Linked DNA regions of Mus musculus: region 2 is linked to region 1. Evidence: chromatin contacts called from public HiChIP or PLAC-seq data. All regions are on one chromosome and are shown on one strand. Each heading gives the region's core, a stretch centred on a gene start, on an enhancer-like site or on the middle of the called end of the contact. The rest is flanking DNA. Distances are from core to core; before and after follow the strand shown. Region 1 holds the start of Zfp747 (zinc finger protein 747). Region 2 holds the start of Hsd3b7 (hydroxy-delta-5-steroid dehydrogenase, 3 beta- and steroid delta-isomerase 7).

Region 1 (6,103 bases), core at 2,164-4,663:
TGATTCTCTCCTTCCAACGCTGAAATCAAGACATGGGGGCTGTTGCCATAATCTGATCTGAAACTGGTGTGTGTGTGTGTGTGTGTGTGTGTGTGTCTGTCTGTCTGTCTGTCTGTGACAGAGGGCAGCCTTAAAGTTCTGAACATCCTTGTGCCACCAGCTACCAAGTGCTGCAAGCAAGCATGTGGCGGCACACACAGTGTATGGAATGCTGAGAATGGACCACAGAACTCTTCTGTCTTGTTTGCTGGGCTGAATATTTTGGATTTTTTCCAGAGAACCTACAAACTTAGGCCTTTGGTACATGTCATAGATACTTTGGTTTTTAAACCGTAATTAATTACAGTTATTTAGAAATAAATAATTTTATTTATGTTTATATGCAGTCTCAGGTGACCCAAACTGGTCTCAAATTCCTGGTCTTCCTGTCTCTACCTCCCCAGTGGGGGAATCACAGGCAGGAACCACCACACCAGGCTCTTGACCAGTAACTCAATCCCGGAGAATGCAGCTGGCTCAACCCACACAGAGCCATCAACTTTAGCCTCTGCATTAAAGACACAATGACTTCAACGAGGCTCTCTTCATCCTCAGGCTTCTCAATACTTCTGAGCCAGGAAAAGGCCCTCGCTTCTCATGGAGCTCTAGTGGGGTTGCCCAGCCCAGCCCAGCCCAATAGACGCCAAGACGACAGTACATCCGGAGTGTGTGCAGATGCATCTGGAAACCTCCTAGAAGACTGTACCCGGTGCCCAGACCAGCAGTACCTAGAACGTCTGTGACTTCAGGAAGATGCCATAGGTTCAATCCTCTGGGCCTCAAACAATGTACATATTTCACCCTCTATGTTGGCGCCTTTAAGACCATCACCCGCACTTTTGGAATAACTCTGGGTAATGCTAGAAGCCCACAGGTGGATCCGGGTCCTCTTGTCTAGGGTCCAGGGATATAGATAACTGACTGGCTTTTTTGTCCTTATGGCCTTTAATCCTGGTCTAAGGACCCACTGGTAGCTTGTCATAGCTGACTTTGTGCGAAACTGCCTGCCACATTGAGGGCAGGGGTAAGGACGCTCGCCAGTGTGGGTCCTCCTATGGGCTGGAATTTCGGTGCCCTGGCGAAAGCAGCGACCAGTCAGGGCATGAATAAGGCTTCTCACCTGTATGGATGCGCATGTGGCGCCGAAGATATTTGGAATCCGCAAAGGCACTGCCACAGTGAGTGCAAGAAAAGGGGGTCACACCGCTGTGTACCACTCGCTGGTGCTCATGGAGCCTAGAGCGCTGGCTGAAGCAGCGTCCACAATCAGCACAACAGTAAGGCTTCTCCCCAGTGTGGACACGGAGATGGCTGGTGAGTGAAGAGCGCTGTGTAAAAGTCTTGCCACAGTGAGAGCAGCGATGAGGCCGCTCCTCGAGGTGTATGGCCCGGTGCCTGCTCAGGGAAGATGGCCGACCAAAGGACTTGCAGCAATCAGGGCAATTGAATGACTTTTCGCCTGTGTGAGAGTACATGTGCTCCACCAATGCGCACCGCTGGGTAAAACCCTTCCCACAGTCAGGACACTGGTGTGGCCGTTCCCCTCGGTGTATGGCTCGGTGCATGCTCAGGGAGGAATACCTGCCGAAGCATTTGTTGCAGTCTGGGCACTGAAACGGCTTTTCACCTGTGTGAGAGTACATGTGTGCCACCAAAGTGCACCGCTGGGTAAAACCCTTCCCACAGTCAGGACATTGGTGCGGCCGTTCCCCTCGGTGTATGGCTCGGTGAGTGCTCAGGGAAGAATACCGGCCAAATCGTTTGTTGCAGTCTGGGCACTGAAACGGCTTTTCACCTGTGTGAGTGTACATGTGTGCCTCCAACGTGGACCGCCGGGCAAAACTCTTCCCACACAAATGGCACCCGTGACGCTTGTCTGCCCTTAGGACCGTGGCTTGAATTCCACTAGCGGAGACAGCAAATGAGAGTTGTGGCTCCTTCTGCCCAGGTTCTGGAGAAAATGTCTTCTGCATTGCTTCAGTCTCTTCTCTTGGTCTCTTCCTTTCCTTCTCGTGCCTGCAATCTGCTGGGAGACCATGAAAAAAGCTCAGACTCTGACTTCTACTGCCCCTTAATTTCCACAGCCCCACAAGGGGACAGACTGGACACAGGAGTGGAGATGTCACAGCATCTGAGCATGTGCAGTGTGCAGATGTCCAAATGCAGCATAAAGAAAGGGGTCTGGGCCTCGGCTTGGTGGCGCACACCTTTAATCCCAGCACTTGGGAGGCAGAGGCAGGCAGATTTCTGAGTTCGAGGCCAGCCTGGTCTACAGAGTGAGTTCCAGGACAGCCAGGGCTACACAGAGAAACCCTCTAAAAAAATAAAAAATAAAAAATAAAGGAAAAGAATTGAAAAGAAAAGAAAGGTGTCTGTGTGGTCCCAATTCCCAAGTGCAGTAAGCTAAGCACTTCTCAGAGGTGGAAAGCAAGAGCTAAAGGAGACTCCAGAAGGCAGCCACAGTGATGGCAGCAGAGGAGTGGGAACGAGGGGCTACAACCCGTACAGCCTAGTGGCCCTGTATATACGAGGTGAGAGCACTGGACAGAACAATCACAGCCCCTTTCTAGATGAATCCAGGGGCCAGCCATCATGGCTTTGGCCAAGAAACAAAAACAGGGAAGAAACTGCCAGGCAGTAAGTGCAGTCACTAGAAGACACCACACAGGCTGGCAACACAGAAGTTTCCCCAGGCAAGTACCCAGTCCTTCACCTGAGTGGACTTCTGTCCTGCACATGGCCACCTCTGGATCCTGGGCACCGGGTCCCCACACTTCGGACTCTTCCTCCACCCAGCTGATGAGCGCTGGTTTGGCGCATCCGACGTCTGTAGGGAAAGATAGCAAACCCACTAGTCAGGAGGACGACCCAGTTGGTTCCGACCGCCCGTGCCCAGGTCTCTCTGCTGCCACGCAGGACCCACGGTGTCACAGGCATCGCGACCACGGCGGCCAGGAAGGTTCTCACCGAGATAGGTCAGGAGACCGTAGGTCTCGCGCATCACCTCTCGGTACAGGGCTCTCTGCGCCGGCCGCAGATACCTCCACTCCTCCGGGGAGAAGTACACGGCCACGTCCGCGAAGCTCACAGTCCCAGGTTTACAGAACACAGGCGGTACCGAGGCCCTTCCCGGGGCCATCACCTGCGCCATGTAGACTCCCCGCACAGTCCCTGGGTCAGCCCCGCACTCCTGGGATTGCCTGCCCAGTCCAACGTGTCCGTTTTCGGGTACCAGGGCTGAAAAAGGACAGGAACCAGGTCCGTGTGCACCTTAACGTAGGGAAAAAGTGAAAACTGATAGGAGCACAGCGGAGATTTCCGGAAGACCGAGTAAAAATGTGGACTTGGGCGCGGCGTCTCAAAACTACGCTCCCTAGCGGTCCTGCCCAGGGTTGTATCACGTGACTTCCTGCACCAATGACATCAAGCCCTCAACCAAAATGGCCACAGAGTCTACAAGTGCCAGTCTGAGAACAAGTCCCAGGCTGGCAGGCCAACATGACACACCCTGCCTGTGAGCACCACAAACAGGGAGGGTTTTATGGTCTCAGGAGAACCACACCCCTCTCACAGTCAGCTAGGTGGAAGCGGCCTGTGAATAGATGTTTAGTATTTTATTTGTGGTCAGTGTTCATCTTGGAGCTAGAAGCAAGCCTGTGGAGGGAGGGCTGTTAATAAGCTTTTTTTTTTTTTTTTTAAATTAATTTCAACGAGTACTGTAGCTGTCTTCAGACACACCAGGAGATGGTTGTGAGGCATCAAGTGGTTGCTGGGATTTGAACTCAGAACCTTTAGGATGAGCAGTCTGTGCTCTTAGCTGCTGAGCCATCTCTCCAGCCCTGTTAATGAGCTATCAAATGAAGCAGGCCTCCAATTGGGGTGGTTCCACCAGCTTGGTCTACAAATCTCAAACTAGTTGAGGAATACTGACTGCTCCTGATACAGATCAGAGATCACAGAGCTGATCTTTGATCAGCCAGGACACCTGGGACATTCCAGACCATCTAATCTTCTAAAAGGTTAGATGTACACCTGCCCAACTGGATTTCTCTGCCTCACTCATAGGAGGGAGTTAAGATATCTGGGCCATTTGTGAGAGTCCCGGGAGGAATGAGGTCCAACTCACAGTAAGGATTTAAGTCTGACTCATTGTTATTTTAATATAAAAATACCTACTTACAAAAGGGATATTATCCTATTTGTCATCATTCAGAGCTGTTTGTACTTTATAAAAAAAGACAAAGAAACCAGGGATATGTTGGTGGAGGCACAGTGTGGGGTAGGTGAATGGGGTACCTCTGTGAGCTCATGCTCAGGCATCCATTCCTCCAGAGGGACCAGCTCACAATGGTACAGTATAGAATAGAGTTCATTTAAGGCATGGGGAGGAGAGTTGACTGCTTAATAGAGACAGAGGCAGGGAGACAGAGAGAGAGGGAGAGAAGGGGGAAGGATAGAGGGATTGAGAGAGAAAGAGAGAGAGACAGAGAAAGAGAGGGAGTAGAACACATATAGAGGGGGGAGGGGAATGGGGAGAGAAGGGACAGAGCAGAAGAGGGTTAGAGAGCAAGAGAGCAAAAGGAGGGAGCAAGCAGACCCTTTTATAATGAGTCATGGCTGTTGGCAGGAAACGAGGGCAGAGCCTAGAAGAAATGTTAACATTCCCCCATTTTGGTTTAATTAAAAAAAGGGAAATTTTCAAAGTGGTGATGGTGAAGCAGGAGTAGGGTTGTCATGATGTCTGACTATCATGATGTCTGACTACTTCCTGCTGACTTTGGGGTGACATGTGTCTGGGAACCCTAAGAAAATGGGTATGGGGAAGTCGGTCCAGTCTTAGCAGAGTTGGCTGTTTCCTTGCTGTCCAGGGTCTGTGGAACCATCTATGGAGAGAGAGGATGGAGCAGGTCCAATAGGTGCATCTGTGCCTGTGAAAGAAGATGGGAGCACCGGTGGGTTGCTTCTCTGGAGCTGTCCTGGATGTAGTAAATGGCTGGACTTGACAAGATGCTGAAACACACAGACACACACACAACAGGTAGAGATGAAAGTTAAATAAATTTGGCAGAGAAACATCTTTTCTTAGGAAATTTCTTGAGGAAATGCCTCCATGAGATCCAGCATAATAAGACATAATTGACAATAATATTTCTCAATTATTGATCAAGGTGGAAGTGCCCATTGTGGGCGGTGGCATCCCTGGGCTGATAGATCTGGGTTCTGTAAGAAAGCAAGCTGAGCAAGCCAGTAAGCAGCACCCCTCCAAGGCTTCTATATCAGCTCCTGCCTCCAAGTTCCTTCCCTGTGTGAGCTCCTGTCCTGATTCCCTTTGGTGATGAACAGCAGTTTAGAAGTATAAGCTGAATCAACCTTTCCTCACCCACTTGCTTCTTGGGCATGATGTGTTGTGCAGGAATAGAAACCCTGACTAAGACAGGTAGCAAATGAGGACATAGGCCATTGATTGGCAGGTGTACTTATCTGGATGGTGTCTACTTGGTCCAGGAGAGGTAGATCTGATTGGGTTTCCTGTAGCTTATGAGTTTATAAAAGAGATAGAATTGATAACAACATGAACAGTCTTTAAGATGAAGTTGGAAAAAGCAAAAGCTTTCCTGGAGCAGAAGGAACAAGAAGGGATTTTTCCTTCTATCTAGGAGAATGAATATATTACATTTAAAAGACTACGGAAATGTAAAACCTTGACCTTGGGAATATAGTTGATAATATAGTTATGAAAGAGAAACTGCTTAAGTCCATAGTTAAAAGACAACCAAAGGAACCTGTGTTAGAGCACGATGTCTGATAGTGTAGATTCCGCAGCAGAAACCTGCTATCTTCAAAGGCAATCAATGAAACTTAGACTTTGAACCCGTGATTATACAGTTGGGTCATAGAGGAATGTTCTGTAGAGTTAGGCTAATTTATGAGAACTATACCAATTAATGTTAGCACAGTGGCATAGCAAGGAGAAGAAATGGGACACATTTAGTCACTGGAAACTGAGTTTAGATAGGGAAGTATTCTTATCTCTGTAACCTTTCTTTCTTCCTTATCTAGTTAT
Region 2 (5,511 bases), core at 2,092-4,591, 420 kb after region 1:
TCCCTAGTTTGCTGCCTCCTTCCTGTCCCTCACATGCCACCTCCTTGTCTTGCTCACAGGGGACTAATCGGGTGCTTTCTGAGCGACGGTCAGAGCAGCGGCGGTTACTAAGCGCTATTGGCACCTCAGCCATCATGGACAGTGATCTGCTAAAGCTAAACCAGCTCAAGGTCAGGAGGGGAAACTGGAAGAGGGAGGAGACCCAGTGAAAAAAACTACAGCAAGGAGAGTTGCCCCTGGTGGGATCCTGTGGAACAGAGAGGGCTGAAGGGAAGGGACGGGAAGGTACAAGTTTGTGGGAGCATCCAGCAGTTAAAGCTATCTTGTGTCCCCTAGTTTCGGAAGAAGAAACTCCGATTTGGCCGGAGCCGTATCCATGAGTGGGGTCTGTTTGCCATGGAACCCATTGCCGCTGATGAGATGGTGATCGAATATGTTGGCCAGAACATCCGCCAGGTGAGGTGCCACTCCCAACACTAGGCCAGTTGCTGACTGGACAGTAGTAGCCTGGTATTTCACCTGCCTCATCTGTGCCTGCCAGGCCCTGTGGGCCACAACCCCACCCTGGTGTCTCGGGGCTCTGGCTCAGTGGCCTTTTAGTTGGGCTGGATTGTACATAATGTTAATAGTGAAACCCAATGCCACATTTTTATAATTGTGATATTTTGTACAGAGCTTCTCCCCCAAGGAACACTGGACAATAGTAAAGGATGGTCTTTGACACTAGAGGGTGATAGGTATTGTGGGGACCCAGAGCCTCCCAGAGACGGTGATGTGATGTTCAGCCTGAAAGCTAAAGGGTAATGAGTTCCCAGGGCAGTAGGATGTATATATGCTCTAGTTCCTGGATTAGCGTGTGCAAAGGCTCAGAAACTGCATTCTCTTAGGAGGACAAGGTCAAAACATCTGTTCAGGTTACCTAGTCAGGGCCAGTGACAGGGACATGAGCCTGGAAAAGTGGCCTTGTGGATGGAGAATGGCTTAGAAACTGTGCAAGCAAGGGGTTGTGAAACTAGTAAGCTCCCTCTGGCTGTGGGTTGGCCTCAGTGGGACTTAATGGCAGATCCAAAGTATGGATAAGATAATGTCAGCAGAGGTGACAGGAGTCTAGCCTGTGGGTTCAAAGTAATTGACAGCCAGGTAGCCAAGCTATGAAGGGTGAAAACACGGTGCTGAGTCCTTTCTCAGGCCTTCGCCGTTAGCTTCTAGGAATGTGCTTGGGCAGAAGGGACAGAGTGTGGTCAAGATTTGTTCAGTACAGACGTGAGGCTCAGGATCCTAGGGATGTAGGAATGGCATCCCACTCTCTTATGGAGGTAGATTTGGCTGGAGAGTGACGCCTGGAAGGAGTCCTCACTGCAGAGCTGGTGGTTAGAACTCTGCAAAGGGGGAGGTCACCTAGTGAGAGTGGCAATTGCATTACCTATTTCCTGGGAATAGCTGCCCCTTGCAGCACAAGGCCTTTGTCCTGGCACAGACCATCTGCCATCTGCTCTCACCAGCTGCCCAGTAGGTGCCTGTGTATGAAGGCTAGTCCTAGGAAAGGCTTCAATTCAAGGCATGGCCACTGTCATTTCGGAAGCTGCCCCGGGCCCACAGCATGTTATGGACTCCATCCACTATGGCCACACAGGTTCTCAGAAGAGCCAGTGCTGGTTTCCCCAGAGTCCCCTTCTGCTGACTTTGGATCAGAATGGGTGGGAGCAGGTACACTCAGATGCCGACCCAGTCAACATGGGCCCAGGAACTGGTGGCTTGGCCAGAGGGGAGCAAGTCTAGTCCATGCAGTGGCTGAAGTCTTAGGGCGTGTCTTACTCTCACAGATGGTAGCGGACATGCGGGAAAAGCGCTACGTGCAGGAGGGCATTGGCAGCAGCTACCTTTTCCGGGTGGATCACGACACCATCATTGATGCCACCAAGTGTGGCAACCTCGCCAGGTTCATCAACCACTGCTGCACGGTGCGCTCAGGGCTGGGCCGGGGCTGGGCTGGGCAGGGGTGAGGTGGGGCTGTGGCTTACACTCCCACCTCCTGCAGCCCAACTGCTATGCGAAGGTGATCACCATTGAGTCTCAGAAAAAGATTGTCATCTACTCGAAGCAGCCCATCGGCGTGGATGAGGAGATCACCTACGACTACAAGTTCCCACTAGAAGACAACAAGATTCCGTGTCTGTGCGGCACTGAAAGTTGCCGTGGCTCCCTCAACTGAGGTGGGGCAGGACCGGTGCCCTCACCCCTATTTATTCCCCCTTGGTGCCCTAAGCTCCCAGCACCCCAGCCTTATTGGGCTCAGCAGGGCCCACTGCCCCCACCTTCACGTGGGATAGGGAGCACTGAGGCCAACAAGGGAGCCTCAGTCCTTTGAGGCATCTGCTGCCTCCCCTATGCCCCATGCCCAAACACCCTCTTAATTTTTTTTTCTTTGCGAAGAAGAAGCTGTAAATGTTTTGTAGCTGCCAGCAGCTGTTTCCTGTGGAAACCTGGGGTACCAGCCTGTATAGATGCTATTCTTGGGGGCTGCATAGCCCTTTGCTTCATGTTAATGGGGACTTCCCCTTCTGCCCTATGTGCACCCCGCCCCAGTTTAGGGGTCTCTGGGGCAGTGGCCATGTTCTCCCCCTGGGGGGGCCTTTGGCCCCTAGTCCTGGGAACTCTGTGCCTGGAACCCTGCCTCATCTGTTCCTGCCAGACCCTGTGGGTCACCCTCCCACCCTGGTGTCTCAGGGCTCTGGCTCAGTGGGCCAGGATGGTGGGGGGCAGGCCCTTCTTGTTGGGCTGGATTGTACATAATGTTAATAGTGAAACCCAACACCACATTTTTATAATTGTGATTAAACTTTATTGTACAAAAATGCTTGGTCAGTATCTTTGGGAAGAGCAGACTGGGATGCAAGTTGCCACAGTGGGTGAAGCAGGAGAGAGGGGGAATGGGTGGCTTTGAGTTTGGGGTGAATCAACCTGCAGACCGCAGTGCTGCTTTGGACCAACCACCTAGATACAACAAACATGCCAGATCTGTCTCACTATGGATGCTAGCCAGAATTATGTCAAGATCAGGTTTACCCTGCTCTCCCTCCCAGAACCATAGCTGGTGCTGGGCCTTCAGCCTACTGGGAGACCCAGCAGGAGGGACAAACATATCAGTGATGGGGGCATCCCTTCCCTACCCTATTATCCTGAAATACACTACCAAATGGGCAGGTTCTGTCCTTTGCCTGCCACTGAAGAGTGGACTGGCCACCAGGGGGCACTCTGGCAAGAAAATTCCCTCCAAACCCCCTTGCCCGCCCCTAGGGGTGGAGGCTAGGCTGGTCTCCTTCCTGGAATGGGTCAGGAGGGAGGAGCGAGCGGAAGGAAGGAAGCCTATGTACATCTAGCTGGTCCACCAGTCCAGGACACAACCTCCTCCAGTGGCCAGTTTGTGCGCCCTGGGACTTACTACAGGTAGGCAGAGCTGATACTGAGGCCCAGCTGGCCTGCCTTTTAGCCTGCGCCCTTCCAACCTCCCTATTCAACTCCTTGCTTTCTCTGCCTGTCCTTTAGTAATCTAGTCTTTTTTTTTTTTTTTTTTTTTCCCCCCACCCGCCTCAATCCCTCCCATTCTGCATCCAATTCTAGTGACTCAGCAGTTAGGGTCAGAGGGCAGGGAGCCTTAGTGCTACAGGCACAGAAAACTGCAACCCACCCCTGCTACTCAGCCTCTCCACCCACACTGCTCCCACCTAATGATCCCTTCTATGAAGAACACATGGTTGGAGCAGGTGCTACCAGGCAATTCTAGTGAGCTAAATTCTCTTCCCACAGCTGGGCATGGCAGACTCTGCACAGGTGCCAACACTGGTATACCTGGTCACAGGTGGCTGCGGCTTCCTGGGGGAACATATTGTTCGGATGCTGCTGGAACGGGAGCCCAGGCTCCGGGAGCTGCGTGTCTTTGACCTGCACCTGAGTTCTTGGCTGGAGGAGCTGAAAGCAGGTGACTGGAGTGGGGCAGTAGCAGGAGGTAGGGAGGCCCCATCCCTTCCCAGACTGGGATACCTCAGCTTATGGAAAAGATGATTCCTGTTTGTTCTCCACCAGACAGAGGGGCCGGGTGAGTCATTGGTTCATGTGGCTTCCAGGGTGTGGACAGGCCAAACTCAGCAGCTGGCTAAGGCCCCAGCTCTGACACTGCCTCGGGTCTCCACCAGGGCCTGTGCAGGTGACTGCCATCCAGGGGGATGTGACTCAGGCCCATGAGGTGGCAGCAGCCATGTCTGGATCACATGTGGTCATCCATACAGCTGGGTTGGTGGATGTGTTTGGGAAGGCCAGTCCAAAGACCATCCACAAAGTCAACGTGCAGGGTGAGCTGCTACCTACCTGTTGGCCCCTAGTGTGTGGCCTGCCTCTGACCAGTGATTTTTATGGGAGGGCCTGTCCTTTTTGATAACCTTGTCCATTTACTGCTGTCGAACCCTGTCCTGACCTGATGCGGTTCTCCTTGGACACTGGGGGGGGGGGGGGGGCAGAAGGAGTGAGAGGCGGGAAGACACAGCTTGCGTCTGTCCCTTTCCTCCATAGGCACACAGAATGTGATTGATGCTTGTGTGCAGACTGGCACTCAGTACCTGGTCTACACGAGCAGCATGGAAGTGGTGGGGCCTAACATCAAGGGCCACCCCTTCTACAGGTGAGCTCAGCCCCACTTAATCTTAGAGCCCATTTCCCTCCAGCACTCAGTCTTCTTTCTCCCCTCTCCAGGGGCAATGAAGATACCCCATATGAGGCAGTCCACAGCCATCCCTACCCATGCAGTAAAGCCCTTGCTGAGCAGCTGGTCCTCGAGGCCAATGGAAGGAAGGTACACTGCAAAGATGGGACTTGAGCTGCAGGGGCAGAGCCTGAGTCCCAGGCTTCTTTGCATCCATCTCCAGCCCACGGTGGAGAGGGTGGGTACACTTCAAAATTCCCCTCTGCCACCAGGTCAATGGAGGGCTACCCCTGGTGACATGTGCCCTTCGACCCACGGGCATTTATGGTGAAGGTCATCAGGTCATGAGAGACTTCTACTACCAGGGACTGCGCTTTGGAGGTCGTCTATTTCGGGCCGTCCCAGCTTCTGTGGAGCACGGTCGGGTCTATGTTGGTAAGGACAGGGACAGCAGGGCTCGAGGAGTGGCTCTGATGGTGGCAGAGTCACGCGTGTACGCCTGGCTCCACGCGAGCTCAGGCAGACAGTGGCATGTGGGCATTTTCTGCATGAGTTGAAAAACGGGGAAAGCATCCAAGCAGTTGGGAGGGCTGACATAAGAACATGGCGTAGGTTATGATGAGCAACAGGAGCGACAGCTCTCCAGAGAAAGGGAGAAAGCATCTACACGGGATCCAAGTAGCTGCAGGATGCCCAGGAGGGCTGGTGGCTACGGGGCCTTGGAGAAGGGCAACTTTGATTAATCAGACAGTAGAGAGGTGTGGGCAAGATCTACACGGGGCCAAGGCCAGCTTCTCTCCCTCCCTCCCTCCCTG

What was found. HiChIP or PLAC-seq counts read pairs in DNA pulled down with a chosen protein or histone mark.
Region 2: a contact with region 1 is called in an H3K27ac HiChIP or PLAC-seq map of microglia, with 6 times the contacts expected there. The contact joins the promoter of Hsd3b7 here to the promoter of Zfp747 in region 1. A contact is called at or near these places in 2 of 115 datasets of contacts at active chromatin or transcription factors (bone marrow-derived macrophages and microglia).

What each region holds. Positions count from the first base shown.
Region 1 is chr7:127,372,637-127,378,739 of GRCm38.p6, forward strand. Zfp747 (zinc finger protein 747) reads right to left here and starts at 3,414. Exons shown (of 3, transcript NM_175560.3): 1 at 3,007-3,414; 2 at 2,753-2,866; 3 at 1-2,062. The coding sequence starts at 3,190. The coding sequence ends at 1,092.
Region 2 is chr7:127,797,268-127,802,778 of GRCm38.p6, forward strand. It overlaps Hsd3b7 (hydroxy-delta-5-steroid dehydrogenase, 3 beta- and steroid delta-isomerase 7), which reads left to right and starts at 3,342. Exons shown (of 7, transcript NM_133943.2): 1 at 3,342-3,447; 2 at 3,808-3,979; 3 at 4,194-4,349; 4 at 4,567-4,675; 5 at 4,747-4,846; 6 at 4,969-5,131. The coding sequence starts at 3,814. It overlaps Setd1a (SET domain containing 1A), which reads left to right. Exons shown (of 19, transcript NM_178029.3): 16 at 60-170; 17 at 337-456; 18 at 1,824-1,961; 19 at 2,039-2,855. The coding sequence ends at 2,212.